Regions from separate parts of the Sus scrofa genome. Here region 2 is linked to region 1. A link is a contact called in public Hi-C data. All regions are on one chromosome and are shown on one strand. The core of a region is the stretch at or near the end of the contact, and the rest is flanking DNA. Distances in the headings are between cores, read along the strand shown. Region 1 overlaps ROPN1 (rhophilin associated tail protein 1). Region 2 overlaps MYLK (myosin light chain kinase, smooth muscle).

The links. A called contact is a pair of places that touch in the nucleus more often than the background predicts.
Region 2: a contact with region 1 is called in a Hi-C map of omental adipose tissue, with 2.0 times the contacts expected there. The contact joins two enhancer-like sites. A contact is called at or near these places in 17 of 47 Hi-C or Micro-C datasets (brain, embryonic fibroblasts, epiblast stem cells and 11 more) and 1 of 2 datasets of contacts at active chromatin or transcription factors (skeletal muscle).

Annotation. Positions count from the first base shown.
Region 1 is chr13:136,417,576-136,423,897 of Sscrofa11.1, forward strand. ROPN1 (rhophilin associated tail protein 1) reads left to right here. Exons shown (of 6, transcript NM_001172369.1): 3 at 1,937-2,054; 4 at 3,901-4,062. It also overlaps the pseudogene LOC102157780. Among named protein-coding and RNA genes, the nearest start is that of CCDC14, 18 kb to the right of the region's middle. Within about 2 kb of position 4,021, at least 3 of the 83 cell types and tissues checked have an H3K27ac peak or open chromatin away from gene starts, as enhancers often do. A contact at or near this core is called in omental adipose tissue, where this site is marked.
Region 2 is chr13:136,696,264-136,702,585 of Sscrofa11.1, forward strand. It overlaps MYLK (myosin light chain kinase, smooth muscle), which reads left to right. Exons shown (of 34, transcript XM_021070234.1): 13 at 3,564-3,716. Among named protein-coding and RNA genes, the nearest start is that of HACD2, 130 kb to the right of the region's middle. Within about 2 kb of position 3,193, at least 22 of the 83 cell types and tissues checked have an H3K27ac peak or open chromatin away from gene starts, as enhancers often do. A contact at or near this core is called in omental adipose tissue, where this site is marked.

The DNA.
Region 1 (6,322 bases), core at 2,771-5,270:
AGACGTGAAAAGCAACTTGTCAGATGGTTTTATGTGACTGACAAACGTGCAGCATTTTGGAGGTAAAATGCCACAAAGTATTTCCAAGAGAAAATGTTAAATTCATCACAAGCCAAAAATTTCCCTGCATATGAGCTGTCCATGAATAAACCACCTACCAGACATCAGCAGGACATACACTAATTTGTCTTATGGTGGGTATGTGTGACCACGCAAATTTGAAGAACCATGGAATTGTTTGCTGCAAATGAAGCTAAACAACCCAAAGAGAATGAGACCCATGGCTACAGCCTCATTTCCATGTTCTCTAACCAACTTTGCTAAAAGGTCCAAAGCCACACCCATCCCAGCCCTGACTGTCTCATGCACACTGTTAGAGGTGGCCTGAAAGGATTTCTTCTGCCCCTCCCCACCCCATGACCTCCAAGGGAGGCCTAAAAGATGTTTTAGTGCTGGCAGCTGTAGCTCTGCATTGTGTGGTGACTTGGAGACAAACAGTGGTTTGCTCCATCACTGCATGGCTTGACCCTAAAAATGGGCTTTTATAAAATTCCCTCTATGTTCTTTTTCTACCACCTGGATCTGGAGAAATTAATAAAAAGTAAGAGATTGTGACCCAGGGATAGTCAATAAGAGGGCTTCTGATGGAGACAGGCCCTTCCACACAGCATCGGTGCCCCACGTGTCAACCACCCAAGTCCAGTCCCTGCTTTGGGCAGCCCCTTTCCATCATACGTCAATCCTGAAACAGGGGTCAGCATTTTTCCACACTGCACCAAACAGAATCCATTCCACACAGCACTAATAGGCAGGCAGATGTTACTAAAATTTTTGAGGGAAGAGAGAGGAGGATTTCCATGGGGTGTGTCATTCCATGGGGATTTACACACCCCCTGGAAGTTCATCTCAAACCCTTTTTGGCTTGGCTTCTCACCTAAGCCTCTGTTAGTGCCCTGTCAACCTTCTCTCCCTGCCCCACCACCTTTGAAGCCCCAAACCTCACTGCTTCCAGCTAGAAAAACTTTCTAGTTCACCCCCAGAGGACCCCATCTTCTCCCCTTTCTTATGCAAACCATTTTAGTTCTCTTCCAACTTCTCCTTCCAAGATTACATAACCCTACCACTACCTAATACCCACTATAAGCATGTAGAGAGCCATTGTTTTCAAGCATCAAGATCTTTATGTTCAGAAAAAAAAGATACTCCAAGTACTAGGATTCTTCCTTCATAAAAGAGAGTGAGGAGGTTAAAATAACAATAATTAGGGTGTACTCTGGTGGCTCAGTGGGTTAAGGATCTAGCAATTATCACTGCCATGACAGTGGGTTGGATCCCTGGCACAAGAACTTCTGCATATGGTAGGTGCAGCCAAAAGAAAAATAAAATATGTTCTCTTTAAAAATTAATGAAAAATAAAATAACAATAATTTTCTCTCTCCTTTTGTATACTTATATAATATGCATTTTATACATACACAATAATATATATCTCATTATAATTATACACCTATATATGTGTGTATGTGTGCATGCACATACATATGTGTATAAAACACTTACTAAAAGAATGACTTTAAAAAAACCCACAAACAAACCCAATGTGCTTCCGGGAATTCCACACCAAACTTTTGCTGGTTATACCTCATCCTTAGAGAAGAACAAATCTTTTTATTCCCTAAGCTATCTCTATACCTTAAGTGTGAAGTAACAAACACATTCAGGCTTTTTCTGTACATAAATGAACTAAAAACAGTGTCTGGCATGTAGAAGCAAATGTTAGTAAATGTTCTTTTCTTTAACCCTCCCCTCAAAAAAAAAAAAAAAAAAGAAAGAAAGAAAAGAAAAAGACAGGAATAGAGGGGTGAGTTCCCAAAGCAGCCAGAGGCCACTGGAGTATAGGCTGCTCCCTCCAACCCCCTAACTGTTTGTCTTGTAGTTATTTTGGAGCCATGGCTCGCGGAGATATTCCTCCAGTGAGGGAGCGGTCTGAACGAGTGGCTTTGTCTAACTGGGCGGAGCTTACACCGGAGCTGTTAAAGATCCTGCATTCTAGGGTAAGATTCGTGCTTCCAGCCCCAGGCTGGGGGTCAATGTCAAGGGTGAGTACAGACAAAAGTCCCCTTGCCCATCAGCTGGCCACTCAACATTTCAACTTTTTTTTTTTTTTTTACAGCCAAGGTCTTTTATTTTCTTTACACTTACCATGCCACGAATTCATAGAGAATGGGTTCCAACAGTTCAGGCTCCTTTCCATTGGCTCTCAGGAACTGAGCTTCTCTGAGTGGAGCAAGCTGGCGCTTCCACTGAACCCAAGTACCTTTCTCTTTGGCTTCCTTCTTTTTCTGATCGTTTTCCTTCACAGGTTTCAGGAAGCTGTCTTGGCTCTTAAAGTGCTTAAATGTGCTCCACACACACATTAATTCTCTTGGCAAGAATCTTGCCGTTAACTTGTTTCCAGCAGTGCCAACATCATACTGGGTGACATTGCAGTCTCTTCCGTTTTGCCATGGTGACATCTGCGTGGCATGCCTTTTCCAACAGTGCCCATTCCCTATTAAGGATACTGTCTACAATATCACCTTTTTTGTAGATTCGCATGAATGTGGCTGAAAGATCAATTCCGTGTTTTCTAAAAGGCCTGGAAAACATTATGAGCACGTGCCCTCCTCCTTCCCTTTGTGTTGGTCATTTTGATGAATTACTGGGAGATGATGGATGCAGCTGAAAAGAAGCATTGTCTTAACATTCACTAAACCATGTGCTGAGAGTAAATCTTTGGGGAAGTAGGAGTGACAGTGAAATAGGTGGTAATCTGCATTGTCAATTGGGTCATCCCAGATTGCCTTGGAGCTTTCAGGATGTCCTGGCTCAATGTAAAGCTAATCCCTTCTCTCCAGAAAGTGTAAGTCCACCTCCCTTGCCAGTGTCTCCTTTACTGACTAAGACCATATATGATGCCACTCACAGTTTGAGTTATAGTTATAGTTCCACTGTTATCTCAGGTGTGGACAGAGCCTGGCTTTTAAACTCTGGCTCTCTCCATAGCCACATCACCCTGGGAGCTGTCCTGTGAATGGATGAGGAGGATCTGCCTTGGAAAAACTTGCAGTTTGGCCAACTCCCAAGAAATGTGGCTTAGCACTACCATATCTCACTTTAGGATCCAGGACCAAAAGGTTTGGGGTGATTCAGGAGTGATTTGGCCAACTTCCTTGTATCCCAGAGGCTTAGGATCTCACTGAAATCAGAGGACCATGAAAGTTGTGATAGCGCTTCACTGGGGCACCCGCACCCTTATCGCATGGTTGGCCAACAACTGGCCATGTGTGGCCTTCTCCTCTTGACCACCATGCTCTTTGTGCCATGGACATGGCAGACATCTGAGGACCCAGCAGTGTTATGCATTCAGATCATAGACCCCATATTACTCCTGGGAAAGTGTGAGAGGTGCATTCAGGGCCTAGTGCAAAGAACTCAATGGAATCTAGAAGCAAGAGATTTAACATCTAATTCTAGCTTCACCATTAATTAGTGGTCTCAGACCAGTGCCCTGCCCCTTGGTTTCATTTTCAGACTGCCCTACCTGCCCCATAGGGACAGCCTAGGGTTGAAACAGCAGATAATAAAAGCATTAAAAAAAATTTAAGTGTAATATATGCGTTAGTTTCCCCTGTAACTCTGACACCTGTTGAAATGGTTAGATTGTATCTCAGAATGCTCTTCAGTCAGGTGTATATTCCTCTGCCCTTGCAAAGAGAACTGCCAAACAGAGTCCTCACTGGCCCCCAATACCCTTCCCCACGTCTTGCTGATGCTGGGAAAGGAGGGTCTTTCCTGGGCAGGTGTTCTCAGAGCCATCTCATCCTGTCCCTCATCCCCTGTCTTGTGTCTGTCCCACAGGTTGCTGGCAGACTGATCATCCACGCAGATGAGCTGGCCCAGATGTGGAAGGTGCTGAGTCTCCCGATGGATCTGTTTAATAGTGTGATGAATGTGGGCCGCTTCACGGAGGAGATTGAGTGGCTGAAGTTTCTAGCCCTTGCTTGCAGCTCTCTTGGAGTTGTAAGTTAGCTTGATTGCTCTTTGTTCCTCCTGGGAAAATCCCTTGGAGTCTGGAAGGGCAGTACAATCTACAAACACGGTCAACTCTCCAGGGCTAAGGAGGAACATGCCTCCTCTTGTCTACTTCTCCTCTGAGAATGAAGGTCATTTCTCTGCTCATTGGCCAGAAGGAGGGATTAGGAGGAGGGAGAGGAAAACTGGCATCAGACTCTGGGGAGAGGTTGACTAAGATGCAGCTTTGGGATTATTTATGAATTCAGTCACTGCACTTAGGTTTATTTCCTAAAATAAAATATCTCTCCACTCCTTCCATTCATATTCCTAAAGATAACCAAGAGCCAGCTGTAGAAGAAGATTGGCTTATGCGTGGGATTCACCCACCCAGAAGATATACCAATAGAGATTTTTTTAAAGGGATGCAGCCTTATAGAAAACTACTATTTGATAAGCATAATTGGATATAAAAATAAGAGATAAGGGAGTAGGAAAGGAGAATTGAGGCTATTTCCAGACTAGTCATGACATCACCATGGATGCAGGACCCTCATACAAATGCATGCCTTTTCCAGATTTGACTTGATTTACAATTGGAAGAGCTGCTTTTCCTGTTTTAAAGAAACCAGTTCATATGCAGACTTCAAAGCTTTTGGTAGCATCTTATATGTGGACTCACTCTTGTTAAACGCTATTATAATAACAAATGAAATTGAGTCAGAAAAATGATTTTTTAAAACTCCGTGGAATGCATGCAAGTTTAAAAATTAATGCGAAAATGATTGCCTCTGCCAAAACCAAATGGTACGAGAAAGCTGGTTTGACTCATTGAGTATATCTAAACACGATCTTGCTCTTTCCTCTTAAATATCCTGGGAATGCATACTTGATACTTCCATTTGTGAGAAAAGTTACCAGAAATATTGAAGTCCAACTTTTCCTGTAGTTCTGCTCAACTTTCAGCATAATTATGTCTTTAGAGAGGAGGAGAGGAGGGGCCATTGCTGGGTTGTTGTTGTTGTTTTTTCCTTCTTCAGTGTCTTTTCTAGCAACTATTATGCAATGAATAAACTACTCTCCACAGCAAAGGCAGGCAAGTTGCCAATCAGCGCTAGTCTACTTGTGTGGAAATAGCCCAAGGACGGGGGAAATCACAGAGGGAATATTAAAAACTGACACATTTGATGAGATTCTCATAGGGTCACTGATTTATTATACCACATTCAGAAATGTTGGAGGGGGAGAATGTATTTCTCTGTAGTTAAGCCTGATCTTCCCAATCTACGCTACCCAGGAAGGGCGGGGTATGAAATAAACAGATTCACCCCTTGGAGTTCCCGTCATGGCTCAGTAGTTAACGAATCTGACTAGGAACCATGAGGTGGCGGGTTCAATCCCTGGCCTTGCTCAGTGGGTTAAGGATCTGGCGTTGCTGTGAGCTGTGGTGTAGGCTAGCGGCTACAGCTCTGATTCAACCCCTAGCCTGGGAACCTCCATATGCCGAGGGAGTGGCTCTAGAAAAGGCAAAAAAAAAACCCAAAAAAACAAAAAAACAGATTCACCCCAACTCAGGCATCTTCGTCTGCTTCAGTAGCTGAAAACAGCTCTAAAGGGAATCGCTCAGTCTCTCAGATTGCTCCTCTCTGAATCAGGGTGGCAGTGAGTGTTAGAGGTGAGGGATGACACTGGGATCTGAGAGCAGCCAAGAGGGGGGTTCCCTCATCCCTCGGTCCTTCCTGGCCCCTCTGATCTCTCAGAAACACTCTGTGTGGTTGCAGGCTGTACAGCTGAAGCCTTTAGTCTCTTCTCTCACAGCAGGACAGGTCACCACCATCTCACCTCTGTTCTCACTGGTGCTTAGGGCTTCCTTGGGTCACTTCCAAGTTGCCCTCCTCTGTGCCCTGATCTTGGTCCTCTCCTTGTCCATATACATCACAGTAACCCAGAGTGACATTGGAACACTAAATCCCTCCTCTCCCTCTGCAGCTGCTAGGTTTACTTGGATACAGTTGCCACCCAAACTGGGGAGGGGCTACCATGAGGTGAGTCATGTCTGTCTACTTCCTACTGAAACAGGGAGGTTGGATTAGATGGTCCATGAGGTCCTTTGATCTCTCACACCCTGTGATTCCATTACACCTTCTCTGCTTCCCTGAGATACCCTCAGGCCTGGCTCTGGATAACAGTGGGCCCCGCCAATTCTGAAAATTACCTAGGTGTCTAATTTTGTCCCCCACCTCTATCACCCTTATATCAGAGAACACCT
Region 2 (6,322 bases), core at 1,943-4,442, 280 kb after region 1:
CTGGGGACACTGGACAGGTTTTACCCCCATCTGAACCTGGAGCCCCTCATCTGCAAGATGAGAATAATGCCACCTACCTTGCAGGGTGGCGGTGGTTAAAGTTAGATTAGAGCCTTTATCTACAACTGTCAACAGTTAATTGCACAAGCAATTTAGTTCCTTTTCATAGGGCCAGGCTCATGGTAGGCCCTCAAGAAATATTTGTTGAGTCAATAAATGAAAAAATACACCAGCAGATGAATGTACCACTCTAGCAATTGCTCATGGGATCTTGCTTTTTATTTAGTGGCAGGTGGTTTCGGGGTTCATGGACGATTAATTCTTTTTTCTTTTTTATTTTTAGGGCCACACCTGCCACATTTGGAAGTTCCCAGGCTAGGGGTCAAATCAGATGGGAGCTGCAGCCGCTGGCCTACCCCACAGCCACAGCAACACGGGATCCATGCTACATCTGCAACCTACACCACAGCTCAAGGCAATGCTGGATCCTTAACCCACTGGGCAAGGCCAGAGATCAAACCCACATCGTCATGGATCCTAGTAGGGTTCGTTAACCACTGAGCCACGAAGGGAACTCTGTGATTAATTTTTTATAACATTATAGTCCTATGAGACATGCCAACTTTTTTCTTTTTGCCAAGTGAGGTCCTTTGAAAAAAATAATTTTTTTTTTTGTCTTTTTTTTTTGCTATTTCTTGGGCCGCTCCTGCGGCATATGGAGGTTCCCAGGCTAGGGGTCTAATCGGAGCTATGGCCGCCAGCCTACGCCACAGCCACAGCAACGCAGGATCCAAGCCGCGTCTGCAACCTACACCACAGCTCACAGCAACGCCGGATCGTTAACCCACTGAGCAAGGGCAGGGACCGAACCCGCAACCTCATGGTTCCTAGTCGGATTCGTTAACCACTGCGCCACGACGGGAACTCCGAAAAAAATAATTATTATATATTATAACCCTTCTCTTAAAAAATAAGCCTTTCAATTCCAAAAGCATGGGAGAACTCTTAATTTTACAACCGAGAACAGTTCACAACAGTGATGAAATTTGTCGGGGTCTGCTTTGGGGAGCCACAGGAAGGATGGAGAAATACCTGCCAGGAGTCAGGAGCCAAGGGCACTCGTCCTTCTCCATATTGAGAGGGTGGGTGGCCTTGGACGCCCCACTTTACCTCTCTGGGCCTCAGCTCCTTTATTGCTGAGGAGGTGGGCTGGAGGAAGGTTTGGAGTCTTCATCAGCTCTCACAACTGACAGAATAGGCTCCTTAAGGGAGCCGTGGCCTGTCGCCTGTCACCAAATAGTTCCAGTCATGTCTACGTCATTGCCATGTTGCCTGGGAACCTACCTCATTGGTGCAGTTTGCTTAGGCTTTGCTAGAAACAGTCTTTAGTCAGTGAGAGCAGCTACCTTAGGGTCCTCCTAGGTCTAGTCTTCTTGGGCAGGAAGATGAGAATTGGGGCCTCCCCTCATCCCCACTACGGACAGAGCTCCTATCGGATCCCAATACATGTCTGCACAGAAGCAGCCTCCTTGCAGCTGGAGCAGAGTGTGGGTGTTAAGGACCAGGGGCGGATCTGAATAGGAGAGGTTCCCTACTGTCTGGCTCACGGGCCAGACCAGGAGCCAGCAAACAGTACCTATAAAGGGCCAGATAGTAAATATGTCTAGCTTTGCAAGCCAGTCTCTGTCACAACTACTCAACTCTGTTGTCATGGCACAGAGGGCAGCAAGTGACAATATAAATGAAGGGGTGTGGGCGTGTTGCAATAAAATCTTATTTATGGACACAAATAGGATTTCCATACAATTTTCACACACGTCATGAAATACTCTGACTTTTTCCCACCATTGAAAACATGTAAAAACTGTTCTTAGCTCTGGGGCAACACAAAAACAGCCTGCAGGTGGGATCTGGCCCATGAGCGGGAGTTTGCTGTACCCCTTCAGACTGAAAAGCAACCCCCCGACACACCCCCACACACCCCCCACTTCCCCCACACCCCCCTTCTTATTCTTGGTGAACTTGGCATTTCCACACTCTTCCCACTAGAGGGCAATAGTGCACAAGTGGGAGGGCCCTTGGCGGCCACCTCTGGTCTTAACCAGTCTTGGAGCTGGGAGTTCTGTATTGCCCAGGTCTGACTGCCCTGAGCCAACAACTCCTTTCTGGGGCCACCATTCCACATTTTGCTTGTGGAGCCAAAATGTGCTACGCTCCAGTAAAAGGAGCGCTCTCAAGCAGCTTGTCTGCACAGGTTTTAGCAAAAGAGGCATTTTGATGGCAGTCATGGAATGTACTGGCATTCTCAAGGAAGAGCCCTTTTAGGGCCCTCGTTCTCTCTCTCTCTCTCTCTCTCTCTCTCTCTCTCTCTCTCTCTCTCCCTTTCTCTCACACACACACACACACACACACACACACACACACACAGCAGTGTTCATTCCTCTCAGTAGCATGATCCTGGTGCCTGGCTCTCTCGGCCCCCAGCCCCATTTTTATGAGGTGCAGTCTGGCCAGTGGAATCTCTTCCCTCTGGCCCTGTGGCTTGCTTGGCAGTCTCTGCTCGACTGTCATGGAGATGCGAAGTGTTGCTATGTGCAGAAAACATTGCATTGCAGGGAGAGGACCTCTTCCTGTGCTTTCTGCCTCTCCCATTGCCCACCCCCAATTTTATGAAGTGCAAACCAGGACCCTGGGGCTGACAAGGGAAGCAACTGACAGTTGCTTCCTATATGGTGAACGGACACATTCCTGCTCTAAGGCCAAAACCTTCAGTCATGAGATTCTTTTTTTTCCCCCTGGAAATGAAAGCTTGCATCCTGGAATGATAAAATCCCAGGAACATATAGCATTAGTGAAACCACTGGATTTCCTAGCACACACTTCTGTCTCAAGGGAGGACTTTCTACGATCTTTCATAAAGGGTCCCTCCTTCGAGAGACTCTCAGCAGAAGGGACCAGAGTCGTTTTTAGTTCCCTGTATTTATCATTTCTGTGAATCCTAAAATGCGTTTCATTGCCGCATTAGGCTGAGGGTGCAGAATCGCTTCTGATAAATATCTGCAGTGGGAAATTGGGGTCATTGTTTCTGGAGTCCTCTCAAAGGAGCCAGCAGCCTCATATACAGTCTGAGTGAGGTCTGATCTGCCTGAGGCTGGGCTCTGGGCCAGATGACCCTGAAAGATTCTTTCCACGCTCAGAATTCTGTGAAGTCTAGCATGTGGATCTGGGGACTGTTTATTTAAACAGGATGCACAGAGCTAGCTAGGCCCCTTTCCCTCCCGCATTCTGGATGCCTCCAGAATCTCTCCCCTGAGTCCTACCAGCCCCAGTCTTGCTCCTCCACCCACACAATCACTCCCTCTCCTTCACCTCCTAGCACCTGCCTCTTTCTTCCCTCCTCCGGCCTCTGTCCAGCTGGCTGGGCGTGATCCTGACACTTCATTAACCCTGAGTGGGTCCAGGGATGGTCGGTGTCATGACAACAGCAGCCCCACTAAGGACAGGGCCCACACCCCACCACCAGGGGCTCCCTGGCCTGAGCCTTGCTGCACTTCCCTCCACAGGGCAGCCCATCCAGTACGCCCGCTCCACCTGCGAGGCCGGCGTTGCCAAGCTCCACATCCAGGATGCCCTCCCGGAGGACGACGGCACCTATACCTGTCTGGCCGAGAACACCTTGGGGCGGGTGTCCTGCAGCGCCCGGGTCACTGTCCATGGTAGGAACCCCTGGGCACCTCTGGAGAAGCATCTTTCCTGCCAACACATCTGCTTTGGAGGAGGGGCGCTGCACCTGAAGGCGGGCGGGGGGCGGTGATGGCCTCCAGGAGCTCGCTGTGATCAGGGCCTGCAAGGCCAGGCGATCACTCTGTCACTCACTGGGGCTGAGGGGAGATGCAGGGAAAGAGGCAAAGACACCTTTGGCTCGGGAAGCTCCCGCCCTGGTGGGCAACAAACCGCGCACACTGAACGATGGTTGTTTCCGTAGGATTTAGGCTCTTGCAAATGGCCCCTCGTGAATTGCGGGGACACTGGGTAGCAAGGACCAGTACCGAGGCTTCCAGAGTGTTACAGTGTGTCCCCCTTTTCCTTCTACCCCTGCTCTGCCACCCCAGGCTTGTTCTTGTGCCTCAGCAGCCTGGTGTCCAGTAATCAATTATCATGGTCATGCATTGATCAGTGCCAAGTGCTTAAGTCTCAGGAAGTCACGGGGCGGGGTGGGGGACACAGGCTCAAGGCAGCTGTTGGGGCTGTGGTGTCTGTGGTATCAGCGGCCGTGGTGACAGTGCTGGGGAAGGGCTTTCTCCACCCTCGGCTGGGCCTGGGCCCCCCAGCTCCTGAGTCACTGGGCCCTGGGAGCTTGGAGCAGGTGCACCGTGCCTGCTTTACCAGCAGACTAGCTGGAGACATGCCCTCCTGGTGCTGTCCCCATGGCTCTGCGCCTTGGGGAGAGTCTCCCTGTAGCAGAGCAGTGCTTTCCAGGAGGCCCTAGGAGGTGGTTTCACTGAAAGGGCCAAAGGAAAGATCATGTGCTGGTTACCTCGTTAGGCACTGTCACCTTCCCTGGCATTTCTCGATTCTCAGTAGCCCCTCGGGAGGCGGGGGCAGTGCTCTTCCCATCTCCTATGGGGAGGTCTCAAGAGGTCAGTGTCACTCATCTAAGCATCCCATGCTGACGAGCCATGCGGACCTTTTGAACCTTGATCTCTAAGCCCCTGCTCACTCCCTGCCCTTTTCCAGGGTGTGAGTCCTCCGGCCCCAGGGACAGGGCCCCCACCCCCAGGGCTGGGCCATGTCACCCCCTAGGGATAAAGGCGTGGCACAGATGCCCTGACATGGCTGTGGCCAGGCTCCTGTGGGGCTGTGCCAGGTGGGGCACACTCCCGGCCTCATTCCTCCGGGATGCCTCTGAAGTGCCCAGCGTGGAGTCACCACTCGGGATCATCCCTGCTTCCTCCCAGGAGGCCCTTCCCACTCCCACTTGAGTCACAGCCTGACTCTGGCACCCAGAGCTTGTCAGCTGCAGTCGGCTTTACACCCCATGCCCCCTCTCCCCACAGATCTCACTCATGGCTCTTTGAGGGGCCTCGGAAAGTTGTGGTAATGAGACTCAAAGGAAAGGGGAGCAGATCCAGGCCAAGGGAGCCACTTCCACCTTCCCATTGGGGCTCTCCTTGGAGATCCAAGAGCGCCCACCCACCCCTGCAAAGTCTAGTAATGGCAGAGAGGGCCAGAGGGGCGTGTGATGGGTCTGCGGCCCATGGCCCTGCTCATCCAGAGCCTGTCCTGGGCTGCCCGCGTTGAGACTGGAGTAGCGAGACCCAGCTGAGCTGATGGTTCCACTGGAGGTGGGGGTCCCCAGATGAGGGATCAAGAAGACTCTGGGGCTGTCCTCCTTGCCCCCAGGTCTGTGGGATTCTCATCCAAGCGTGTTTTGAGGCAGAAACAGGTCTCCAGCAAGAACCCGGCCAGAGCCGTTTGGGTCTGCTCTGAGAACAGCCCAGTGTGGGATTTACTGGCCTGTGAAAGCCAGACAGAGGCTCAGATACCATAAATGGTGAAGGAGGCTGAGAATGGGCAGCGCTGGGGTTGTCTGCACAGGATCGGGGCAGGCCGAGCCTGGCACAGTGATACCGCTGGCTCCGCGCCCCAGGGAACCCGGAGGCTCCAGTCTGCGTCCCGCACCCCCAGCTGTGGAGTTTTTCTCACTTTATTGGCAGCTTCTTTGGCTGCAGTCTCTGGGGCAGCTCAGGGGGAGGAGATGACTGTCGCATTTGTCCCCTTCTGTACCAACCACCACCCTGGCCCCTCCCTCAGCTGCTCAGGCCTGGCTTTTCTGTCCCCTCTGTATGGCACCAGGCCACGGCTGGAGTGTGGATGTGGAGCAGACTGCCCAGTGTGAGTCCTGCCCACCGCTAGCCAGCCTTGTCACAGGGCTGCTCCTTTGTCTGTGGGCCTCCCCATCCTCTTTTGAGAGATGGGGACACTGATAGTCACCCCCAATGCTGTGAGGGTGAAATTAACAAGCATGCTGATGACCTCTGAACTGAGAAGTTCTCAGTAAGTGTGCGCTGTTAGGACTGTCCAACGGGGCCCTGACGAGATAAGGAGTTCCCACTATGGCTCAGGGGGTTAAGAACCTGACTGGGATCCATGAGGGTACAGGTTCTGTAAACTGGCCTTACTCAGTGAGTTAAGGATCTGGCGTTGCCGTGAGCTGTGGTGTACATCACAGACACAGCTCGGATCCTGCATTGCCGTGGCTGTGATGTAGGCTGGCAGCTGCAGCTCTGATTTGACTGCTAGCCTGGGAACCTCCATATGC